2 separate regions of the Sus scrofa genome follow, and region 1 is linked to region 2. Evidence: chromatin contacts called from public Hi-C data. All regions are on one chromosome and are shown on one strand. The core of a region is the stretch at or near the end of the contact, and the rest is flanking DNA. Distances in the headings are between cores, read along the strand shown. Region 1 holds the start of VRK1 (vaccinia related kinase 1). Region 2 holds the start of PAPOLA (poly(A) polymerase alpha).

What was found. Hi-C and Micro-C count contacts between places; a contact is called where the count stands out from the background.
Region 1: a contact with region 2 is called in a Hi-C map of liver, with 3 times the contacts expected there. The contact joins the promoter of VRK1 here to the promoter of PAPOLA in region 2. A contact is called at or near these places in 2 of 47 Hi-C or Micro-C datasets (epiblast stem cells and liver).

The regions. Positions count from the first base shown.
Region 1 is chr7:117,940,861-117,946,875 of Sscrofa11.1, reverse strand. It overlaps VRK1 (vaccinia related kinase 1), which reads right to left and starts at 3,892. Exons shown (of 13, transcript NM_001243688.1): 1 at 3,827-3,892.
Region 2 is chr7:117,672,661-117,679,086 of Sscrofa11.1, reverse strand. PAPOLA (poly(A) polymerase alpha) reads right to left here and starts at 3,004. Exons shown (of 21, transcript XM_021099683.1): 1 at 2,471-3,004. The coding sequence starts at 2,478.

The DNA of each region.
Region 1 (6,015 bases), core at 2,643-5,142, 270 kb before region 2:
CCTACCTGCAGAGAGAAAGTGACATAAACACATAGAAAGAAGCTATAGGGCTGTAAAAAGAGTGGGATGGTACTGCCCTGTTCCCAGTGGCTTTCCTGTTCTCATTCAGTCACTTGCAGGACCAACTATATCACTCCGGATGTTCTGGACATTGAGCTCTGTAAGACAACTGAGTCCTTCCAATAAAGTATACAAATTTGCTTAAAAAGTATATGACAGAACATTCCCAAATCTCAAATTAATAACCTTGCAACTTCTATCTAGTGTATCCTCCCGCTTAATATATGTGGTTTCTTGATAAACATTTTAGTGTGAGTATAGGTTTAACATTCACCCTAAGTATCTGCCAGTGTGAATGGCATCTACCTAATTTTCAAATCTGAAAGTACCAGTTCCTATCCTATGGGCCAGAGACCTACAGAGAGATAGGAGTTGCTGCCAAGAATCATCAAAATCCACATACCTACACAAAGACTAAATACATTATACAATTCAAACCAAGTTGACAAAAATGCTGCAGCTAAAAATGTTTTTTTGTTGTTGTCGTCTTTGTTTTTTTAGGGCCACACACACCCACGACATGTGGAGGTTCCCAGGCTAGTGGTAGAATCAGAGCTGTAGCTGCTGGCCTACACCACAGCCACAGCAATGCGGGATCCAAGCCACATCTGTGATCTACACCACAGCTCACGGCAACGCCAGATTCTTAACCCACTGAGCAAGGCCAGGGATCAAACCCACATACTCATGGATGCTAGTCAGGTTTGTTAATCACTGAGCCACAAGGGGAAATCTTAATGAAATTCTTAATAAATTTACTGACTAATGTTACTAAAAGCAGTTTCTTGTCATCAGCATTTATTGGTGAATGTTAAAAACCAAACTCTGATTATGGGGAGAAGGGCAGACTTCACACCTCCCCAGGCTCTCTAGAGTTTTTCTTCAAGTGTTGCCCATACGCCATCCAGAAAAGAAGAGTAGAATGTGCTTGAGTTTGAATGTAAAGATTTAAGACGACACTGGGAGAGACGGAGCAGGAATAACTGGGCGAGTGAATGAAATTACTTCAAAGCAATGATCGATCGATCGCAGAACGATCGATCGCAGAACGAGAAGTACTTAAGTGTCCTTCAGAAGGTGAGGGCGGAAGATGTTAAAGGGCAAGATCCTCCTTACATCGTTATAACGGCAAGTAAGAAATACTCACAGGAATATTGGTCGAAAGGGCCAAACCTATCCCCGAGTAAAAACATCTTGGTTCCACCACCTAGCTAAATGCTTTGTCAGGATGCTATCACCTTTCTAAATTAATCGTACACCCTTACTAAAAATTCCATGTTATCACTAAGAGTGTAGTTTTTCAAATGTGCCAGACACAGTTGACTACTTGTGTGCTGGGTGCTAAGTAGCCAAAGCCGACAAGAAATGACCTCTATCAGTGTAAAAGAAATCTTGCTTCAACAAAACACTACAATGGCAAGAACAGACTCTGCACCCAGCACGGTTCCCGACATAGACATCTGGTGATTATGTGAGTCCACTGCTGCTCCCTCTGAAAAATAACCCAGACAAGCTTGCAAAATATCCTACCAGTCTGAAATATATTCTCCAGTCCTATCCAGTTACCCTTCCATTCTCACAACCCATCAAGACCAATTTCCACGAAAGCCTCAGCACCGCACACAAAGAGGCAGCACTCAACTTCCCTTGGGTTCCTGTCCGCTACATGGAGATATCGGCATGTGCACTGTTCGCGTAAATCTAGGAACCATCCTTCCTCACTTGTTATATATAAGGTAAATGTTTAAGCTCTGCCCCATTTCCAGTAAGTTCTATTTATCAAATCAAAAATACTTTCAAAGTTCTACTTTTTAAATCAAAATTCTTCTTATAGCACATCATAACTTACTAGGGAAGGCTTTAAGGAAAAACATACATACAGCTGTCCAAGAAAAATCTTTTTTCTTTCCTAGACATCTGGGACTTTCACTTACCTATTTACTATTATTTCACATTAGTTCTCAATTTAAAAAAAAAAGCTGGCCTATTTAAGAAAGTTAATTTTAGGGTCTGTCAACATTTTGAATGCATGACTGTTATTTGTAAAATATACATTTGCATCCTGGAATAAGACTCGGCATAAGCTTTCCATATAACCATTTCCTGGGCACTTACGAACTTACTGTATGTCAGGTTCTGTGCTTGACACATTTCTCCGCTTTCTCATTTGTTGACCAAATATCCTCTCACAATTTCTGCAACACTGAACATTAAGAAGCCCTTACACTCTAAATCTCATCTGTTGTAGATAGCAGCACTAAATGGACAGTAATGCTGAACACAAGTTACTGCCATCAAATTCAAGTTGTTACTGCATTAACCCAGAATCTGATCAGCAACGCTGAGATGCACAGAGAACAGCACCCACGGCGGCTTCGGCAGAGAAAGCCAGTGTTAAGTGACAACTTGCTATATCAGAGGATGACCTGACCTTAACTACCTGTAAATGTAATTCCAATTACTATATGCCATTTTGGACAGCACAGACATAACCTGAATAAGATGATTATACAAAAAACCCTTGCCTCCCTCTGAAACTACTTTAAAATTGTACATTAAATCCTCCCCAAAAGCATCACACTTCCAAAGTCATGAAAAGCAAGATGCCTTTATTCTGAACGCTTAAAAATAATGCTGCCATACATTTTCTTTTAATCTTGTAAATTACAGCTTAACGGATGGGCAATTCTAGTTGAAAAAAAAAAAGAAAAGAAAAAAATAATAATGAATGAGGCCCTTCAACAGTTTCTTAAAACCACCACCTTCCCAAGAGCAAAACTGGTATCTCCAAACTGTTTCAAGGAGAGATGGGGGAGGGAAAGGACGAGTCAATACATAGCAAGAAGAGAAGAAAAAAAAAAAAACGGGGGGAGGGGTGACTTGACAGAAAAGTTAAAAAATGAGTGGACTTAACTGAAACCTAGGGTCTACCACATTTCCCTCTCAACCCGGAAACCCTGGTGCGTTTGTCGAATTTAAATAAAGCACCTAAGAGTTTTGAGACCAGAGCCAAAAATTATTCCGACGGTAGGAAAAACTATCTGTCGCCCGCGAATACAGCAGCATCAGCAAAAGGTGCCACCCTGCAGCTACGAAGACGGGACAAAAAACAGCTGTCAGGGGCACGCGAAAATCCCTTGTAAAATTCCGCCACCGGAGCTCGAACGCCTTGAACCTGCCGCAAGGGCCGCTCTCACCGGGCCTCAGCCGGACCTTGACAGCTAAGAAAGGCGCCCAGGCCTGGAACGCCAGCCCCGGGCGAGCAGGCTCCTGCCCCTATCTCAGGTCTCCAGGCCAACGTCGCCTCCCGAGATGCCCTCCTCACCCCACCCCCGCCCATCACTCCCGCCCACAGACGCCTGTCCCCGTTTTCAGAGAGCTCTCGCTTCTGCAAATGGTCAGTTTGGCTTCTATTCTGCTTCCCCTGCAGAACGTGAGTTCCAAGACCGCGGAGGGACGCCGCTGATCCAATCTGGCCTACAGAAGCCATCTCCCAGACCCGGCCTGAGCGCCCAGGATGCCGTGCAAGTCTGACCCGCCTACACGCCGTTCAGAACCGGCAACGGAGCCTTGGGGACCCGCCCGGCCGGTGCAGGGAGCCCGGGGCCGCAGCGGGGCCTGAGGGAAACCCGGCGAGAGAGGACGCCGGCGCCTCCCGAGGTCCCGGCTGCCCTGCCGCCCCGCGCCGGCCCGGCCGCCGACAGCCTCTCCGCGGCCCCCGCTCGGCGCCGGCACTCTTGCTCAGCTCCGCGCGCGGCTACCCTACCCGGAACCGCAGACCGGTCGCCTTCTGCCCAGTACGAACTTCCCGCCGCTTTCGCCGACTTGCAACTCAGTTGAGGCGCCGGCCCCGTCACACTCCGCAGTATGGAGCCTTCTCATTGGCTCGGGTGAGCGGGAGAGGCGGGGCGAGTGGGAACGCGCGAGCGGGGCGGAGCCTATGCCGGCCTTCTCCGCCTCCGCGGGCATGGCGGGAGCCGCGGACCGGCGCACCCAGTGCATGCTGGGAAGTGTAGTGTTTTACGGGCAAAGCAAGATCTCGGTCCCTCTTGCCCCGTGGGCACCTGGGAAATGTGGTATAGCGCCTCTAAGTCCATCTTTCTGGTTGAATGCTGTACCTGGCAATGCCTTAAGAACTGAAATAAATATTGCCAGTATTCTCAGTAGCTTTTTTAACCAATATGTTGGTTAAAAAAAAAAAAAAATTCAACCTTAAGGTTACCGTAGGTGTACGGTTGGGCAGAGGGAAGAATTGGGAGTGTAAGTATCACACACATTCTGACAGTTTATTGTATACCGCAGGAATCACCTATATGGGGAAAAAAGAAAAGGTATATTTACATGTATGACTGATTCACTTTGCTATACACCTAACACAACATTGTAAGGCAACTATACTCTAATAAAATATTTTTAAAAATAAATGTCACAGAGAAGCAAATAAATAAATGTGTTGACAAAGAGTTGGACGTAAAAGCAGCCCTATGTTCCGGTTTGGCCCAGTTCCTCCTCTGCCTACTGGCGTTTGCGTTTTTCCACCTGAGGATCCACACACTGCAGGCTCCTCCCACAGCAGCCTGGCTCTGTATACCATGTTCTGGCTCTGGAAGCAAACAGCTTGCAGATCAAATCCTTGCTCTTCCACTCTGTATCTTTATAACCTAGATTACTTAACCTCTATGAGTCTCAGTTTCCTGTTTCTGTCAGGACTAAAGGAGATAGTCTCGAGACAGTCCTTTTTATGTAGTAGATGCTCAATAAAGAGTAGACAGTATAAATATAATTCTGTCCGCTCCTAGCCATGACTCTAAATTCCACCTGTCTGTCGAACCTATTTCAGTGCCTACCTAACCTTCTGTAGTATTCCATCTGTAATTCCCTTATGCCACAGTTTGCTTTATAATCAATTGTCTCAGCCTCCATCACCCATGAGACTGTGAGCTTATCTTGGACCAGGATACTGTTCTAGGTCAAAATCACCAAAGCCATAGGCAGAGGGAGCTTTACAGAGAAACTAGAGAAGCTTAAGCAAGGTCTCTTCCAAAGCCTTCTGTTAGAGGGAGTTTTAGAGGGAGGGGGGTGTTGTTTGCCAAGGTAAGGTACTTTTGTACGATTTTCTTAAAGTGGACCCCCCCCCAAATTGCATGACTTCAGTCCTCACAAAACCTGGAATCACACTTCCCCTTGGACAGTGCGGCGATGTGCCTGGTGACTCACATTTGCCCCTCCAGGGACTCTCACTGGCTCCAGATGGTCCTCCAGCCTGCCGGCGGCCCCAGGAAGCTGAGCTGGTTCCTGTGCCTCTGGCTTCTGGTGTATTTGGCCAGCAGGGAACCCCACAGAGAACTGGAGGGAAAGAGAAATGTCACTGAAGGCAAGTATTCCCCTGGATCCTTGTCGGCAAGGTCACCTCCAGTCGGCTAGTGCCCTCAGCTGAAGGCCACTGCTCCCTGCTCTCCCTTCCAGCTTACAGTGACAGCTTCTTCCCATGGTGCCCGGGACATGCAGCTGATAACACCACGACTGCTGCTGAGCCAAGATTACTGCTCCATCCCCGTGGTTCCCACGCCCACATCTTGGCCAAAGTCTCATTGCAAATAAACCCTCCTCAAATTAGCCTGTTTCAAATGTGTTATCTGCTTCTTGCTGAGACCTTAACAGAAACATTTGCACAAAGGGAGCACTCGATGAGTATTTATCAGCAAAGAGGTCTCAAGATGGAATTCCCATTGTGGCTCAGTGGTAACGAACCCAGTTAATATCCATGAGGATGTGGGTTTGTTTGATCCCTGGCCTCACTCGGTGGATTAAGGATCTGGTGTTGCCATGAGCTGTGGTGTAGGCCACAGACGCAGCTCGATTCCTGCATTCCTGTGGCTGTGATGTAGGCTGGCAGCTACAGCTCTGGTTTGACCCCTAGCCTGGGAACTTCCACACGCTGCAGGTGCGGCCCTA
Region 2 (6,426 bases), core at 1,755-4,254:
ATGCTTTTAAACACCTTATAATACATAGGATAGCTCCCTGCCAGGAATTATTAGCCTAAAATGCCAATAGTATCAACAGGAAAAATCCTGTATTGATGGATCCTAAGACTCAAAATTTCTGGAAGCTTCCTCATCACCATGGCTTTCCAGACCAACCTTTCAAAATTATATGTGAAATTACATATGCTTTTATACAATACATGGAGACTTGTTCACAATGTTTTGTAACGACCTAAATTCAATAATCTGTTTTCATTTCATCCATTCTGACAACTCGCACATTGTCTGTACCTTAACCCCACCTGCTGAAACAAATTTAACAGCCATTCCAAACATGACAGTGGAAGTCAAACACAATATACAGCCTGGAAATCAAAATTCTGAACCTCAAAGAAACAAATTAATGACACCAGAACGTGAAAAACAAATAAAGTAAATTAGTAAGGGCCTATTTAACTAGGCAGTCTTTGGCCTTTTTGTTGTTTTCTTTAAAAGGACGATATTTATAGATATATATATATATAAAAATCTGAATCACGCTGCTATACGCCTGAAACTAATACAACACTGTAAATCAACTATACTCCAATATCAAGTAAAAATTAAATTAAAAAGTACTGTAATACACTTACAGTTAAAAATAAGGACAGCCAATGAAAAACTGGCCATGTTGTTCACATTTCAAGAAATACAGTAGACAGGCAATATCCCTGTGTGAAAACCTTCTGTCTTCACTTTGTCTTCCATCTTAAACATTTGAACTAACTTCCAAAGAATTTGAAACACTCAGGTTTCTAAAGGAAATGAATACCTCCCTTCCCCAAAGAATGCTGGGGAAAAGTAGGTATCAAAGTACATTTAATTTCTTGTAAGATACAAGTTATTTCTTCATTAAAGCTTTTTAAGGCATACATTCCTGCTACTGATCAATTTTTAATAGTGACATGATTATCAGAAAAAAAGTCCCTTTTCAAAAAGCAATAAAATGTGACTTCTGTGTTAAATGTCACTTTAGCTTTAATTGCTGAATTGAAAAACGCCACAAAAATCTTGCTCAGATTCAGTTCTCTAGTAAATTTTTTATCGTTCCATAAAATAAATCAATAAACAGCGACCTTGCAGATTACGACTTTCTCGGTATGTTTAATTGAAACTAACAAATATTCTCATTACAGAAATAATCTGTTGATATGCCTCTCAAAAAATGACGGGGGGGGGAGGAAGGAGCATGAAATTCCTTTTTAAAACATCATGTAAAAAGTGACAGATGTCTTTAAAATCTGTATCAAAGAGCCTCACCTGTAAAGAGAGACGTACACCCACATACACACACACACAAGTAAAACTGTACGATCAGCGCTATTTGCAGAAAAGAAGTTTTTACTTAAAAAAAAAAAAAGGCTTAGGTGCTACACTAGGTGTCTAGAAACCATAAAATCTTTATTCTGCATTTAAGTAAAACGTCAAGGATGAATTCATGCTTCGTTTTGGGGCTACAAAGAAGAGAACTCGACCCCTCATCTCTTACACGTGAATCCTCAAACACGGAAGAAATGCAGTCTCACTATTCAGGCCTCTACGCTGCCGTATAAACGCAGGAAAAAAAAGACTGTAATCTTTCCATCCCAACAATGAGTTCTCACATTACATCCCGTTCTCTGAGAGGAAAAAAGAAAACTTTTTAAAGACCCTACAAGGGAAAGAAAGTATAAATGTAGGCCTAGTGAGATTAGAAGACATAGCTGGACTAGCTTTCAGTGCACAATCAGAAAAACACAAAGTACCACTCGATAGAGGAGGAAGCAGGATGATATCCGGCTACCCTATGAAAACAAAATAGGGAGAGCAAGTCGTAATTGCAACGCCTTTCGAGGGGGCACCCTGGAAAGTGCCCCTTTCCCGACGGCTGAAAAGCCAGGGAGTGGGGGACTGGGGCGGGGGAGGAATTCAAACCGTGGGACTCAACGCTCAAAATTGGGTTTTTAACTAGTGCTCATCAAGCTCAGACGTGGAAGTGGATTAACAGCGGCGCACGATGTAGGCACCTTGGAAACGGGAAACGCAGGCCGGGAACACAGGCAGAGAATTGGGCCGGAGAGGCTCCGGGGGGCGAGCCCGCCGCGCATGCAGACCCCGCGAGGAGCAGGGCCTTCCTCCCCGACACTGGGGGTTTTTTACCCCCTTCCTTTTAGCGGAGAAGTGGGAGCAGCAGCGTTGGAGGTGCCTCCGGCCCTTCCGGAAGAGGAAAGCCCCCGGCCCGACGGCCGCCGAAGCCAGGAAGGGGTGGGGGGAAGCGGGAACCGAGCAGAAGGGGAAGTGCGGCGGCGAGCAGGAAAGGAAACAGGAAGAGCCCCAGTCCCGCCTGCCTCCCCCACGGGGCGAGGGCCCGGCTCGCGCGCCCCCTCCCCCTCCCCTGACGCCCCCCGGGCCCCGCCGGCGTGCGAGAGAAAACAGAATACAAATCACTTACAACGGCATCGTCTCCTGCGCCGGCACCGCCCAGTCACTTCCCCCCCGCAACCGCCGCCGCTGCCGCCCTGGGCATGATCCACTGAGGCGGGAGGGAGGGGGGGCCTGCCTCAGCCCTGGGTCCAACCCCACTCCCGCACCCGCTCCCGCCGCTTTAAGCGCTTCTCCTCCTTCCCCTTCGTCCTAACATGGCGCCCGAGCGCTACCACAGCAACGTTCTAGAACCGCTGACGCCGCCACGCACGCCGTGCGTGCGCCTGCGCAACAGCGGCCCGCCGCCGCGAAGCCCCACGGGAAAGGTAGTTCCCGCGCCGGCCGGCGCTCTGGCGATTTACGCCCCAATCCTGTCGGCTTCCTTGGCGGTGTCAGGGAGCGGTGGAAGCGGTGCGGAACCCTCCCGGCGGCGGGGCGTCGCTCGAGTCGGACCGCTGTCGTCGCCCACGGGGGCGATGCGCATGGACGGCGCGAGGGAGAGCCCAGAGAGGCGCCGCTTCCGGCGCCTTGTGAGGTCCGGCCGTTCTCGCCGCCCGGGGTCGCGGCGGCTGCGCTGTCCCTCGGGCGGCGTCGGCTGAGGCTCTTGGAGGAGATCGAGGCGCCCACGCGTGCCCCCGAGAGGTGCCCGCCGAGCGCGAGGCTCAGGACAGGGCCACTTGGGTTGTAACAAACTACTCATCCGCTTTGTACTTGTCTGCAAAGTGAGAGTTATGCTTGCTTCCGAGGGCAGTGGCACCTCTTTAATGCTGTAATGCAAGAGGGGTGGGTGCTTGGCACAGCCGGGGACAGAGGGCGCAGGGATGTTACTGCGACTCCCTCCTATTCCACTGGATTCGGTTCCCCCTACCCGGAACTTTGGAGCTTTTCTGTCCACCGATATGTACGCAGGCTCTCAGGAAATATCTGTTGAATGAGTAGTACTCTGAGGACAGAGGATTCGGGAACAAGAGCTAATTTTATCTCTGTAACTGTTGGTGCACTGGAACTCACTGATAAAGCTGTCATTCAATGGAAGCCGAGACAGCAGTGATCCTTGGGATTTTAGCCAAGGCCCTTTCGCTGGTAGTTTCCCAGAGGTGTTTGGTAGCTCTTTCTAGCCCTGGGGTGGGATCTGGGAGTTTCCTCCCCACCTCCAGCAGAAGTTTGATAAAGAGTGCCTGAGACAGACTTGACTCTGACATTCCTTACTTTTTCGAATTTAGGAAGCGTTCCAAAGTGTCACAAAGAAGGTTGATGGCGGGGAGGGAAGGAATCAAACAAAGGAAAGTTCTGAATTCTTTATATCACTATGCATTTGTACATCCTCAGGAATCCTGTTTGACAAAGGATTTCCCTGTTTTCACTGCTATCTAGTGGGACTAGCCTTCTAAAGGCTCTGTCAGTGGGAAGAGCATGGGCACTAAACCCGAATTGTCCAGGAGGGTAGCCACATGTGTCTTTTGAGCACTTGAGATGACGCTAGTCCGTTTAAGATGTGCTGTGAGTATAAATTACACACGGATTTCAGAGATCTTAGTATGAACAAAAGAATGTGAAAAACCTGACAATTTTTTATATTGTGTTTTTATAATTATTGCATTGTAGAAAATATGACAGTTTTTCCTGTTTTTGCTTTTCAACGTGTGGCTACTAGAAAAATTTGAATTATATATGTGGCGCTCGTTTCTATTAAACGGCAATGATCTAGAGACAGACGTGTTTGATTCTCAATTCTATTTATTCCTTTACCCTCTTGTCATCAAGGTGGCTTTAGTTGGGGGCCCAGTGGTAGACCTGACCTTAAAATTTTGAACATCTTGGAGTTCTCATCGTGGTGCAGCGGAACCAAATCTGACTAGGAACCATGAGGTTGCAGGTTTGATCCCTGGCCTTGCTCAGTGGGTTAAGGATCTGGCGTTGCCATGAGCTGTGTGGTGTAGGTCATAGACTTGGTTCAGATCTGGCATTACTGTGGCTGTGGCTGTCAGCTGCAGCTCTGATTCAAGCCCTAGCCTGGGAACCTCCATATGCCTTGGGTGCAGCCCTAAAAAAGCAAAAAAAAAAAAAAAAAAAAAAATTGAAAATCTGAGATCCTGTTATATCAAAATATTAAGGCCAGGTCCTGGGAGTTCCCCTTGTGGAGCAGCGGAGATGAATCTGACTAGTATCCATAAGGATGTAGGTTCGATCCCTGGCCTTGCTTGGTGGGTCAGGGATCTGGTGTTGGATGAGGTATAGTGTAGGTGGCAGATGCAGCTCAGATCCCGCATTGCTGTGGCTGTGGCATAGGCCTGTAGCTACAACTCGCCCCCCTAGCCTGGGAACTTACATGTGCTGCAGGCGTGACCCTAAAAATCAATATATATATACATGTATTTAAAAATTGCTCATAAAGACAGGTACTGATGATGTACTTTATGAATTAAAGAGAGGGAACTTCTTGAGCTTATAACTGTCCTCTGCCTGGTGTCTCAGCAGGCAGTGAGGACAAGATGCATGTTAAACCTCCACGCTTTCCATCTTCAGTTGCACCATTTTTGTTTCTGCCTTCCATAGAGTGAGGCAGGAAGACAGCACAACCAAAGAATATTTATTTAGTACCTAGAATGTGCTAATACCATGTTACTTGGTAAATATGGTGAATATGTGTTTTCACTATAGCAGCTCGGGTTGCTGCTGTTGGCATGTTCTTTTCGTAGCCAGGAAACTTCCACATACCACAGGTACGCCAAAAAAAAAAAAAAAGTCCTGATAGAAAAGCTAGGACAGGAGGAGGAGGAAGAGCATGTCATGTAGAAGACACAATTGAAGAGAGAAAAGCTGGGAGTTCTCGTGTGGCTCAGCAGGTTATCCATCCTGTCCCTGGCATGGCAGGGGAAGAAAAAGTGCATGTAATTTTATTTGTTTATTTATTTTGTGGCTGCACTTATGGCATGTGAAAGATCCCAGGCCAGGGATCAAACCCACACCACAGCAGTGCCAGTGTTGGAGGCTTAAACACAAGGCACCAGGGAACTCCCAAATAATTCAAAGTTCATTTGGAGAAAGGGAAACTTTTTTCTTTTGAGGGCCACGCCCATGGCATATGGAGGTTCCCAGGCTAGGGATCGAATTGGAGCTATAGTTGCCTGCCTACACCACAGCCATAGCAATGTGGGATCTGAGCTGCAGCTGTCACCTACACCACAGCTCATGGCAACTCGGGGTCCTTAACCCTCTGAGCAAGGCTGGGGATCGAACCTGTGACCTCTTGGATGCTAGTCAGATGTGTTTCTGCTGAGCCACAATGGGAACTCCCAAGAAAGGGAAACTTTTGAAGTAGCAACTACAAAGTCCGTTGTGGGGAATGATGGAAATGAAGCTAGAAAGTGAAGTGAGAGGCAGATGATGAGGACACATTATTACCGCCATCACTGCCTGCCTGCCGTGCACCATCACACTGCGAAGCTACGGTGACTTTCCACTGTGAAAAATACTAAGATCAGTGTCCCACTTAGTTCTTACCTTCTACTGTTTTGGGAGCAGATAAAACACATGAACAAGCAAGCCCACTCCTGGGCATAGATCCAGACAAAACTAAATCCAAAAGATATATGCACCCCAGTGTCCATAGCATTATTTGCAGTAGCCAAGATATGGAAGCAACCTAAGCGTCCATCACTGATGAAAAGATAAAGAAGCTGAGGTATAGGCGTTCCCAATGTGGCCTATACCACGCTGGAAAGGCAGCGTCTCTATAGCACCAGGACACAGGTGTGATCCCCAGCCTGGCACCGTGGGTTAAAGGATCCAGGGTTGCCACAGGTGTGGCTCAGATCTGACTCCCTGGCCTGAGCTATACTGTATAGCTGTAGTACATATACTATATATATATATATATATATATATATATACACTAAATATATATACTATATATATATGTGTGTGTACACACACACACACACACACACACACACACACACAATGGAATACTATTCAGTCATA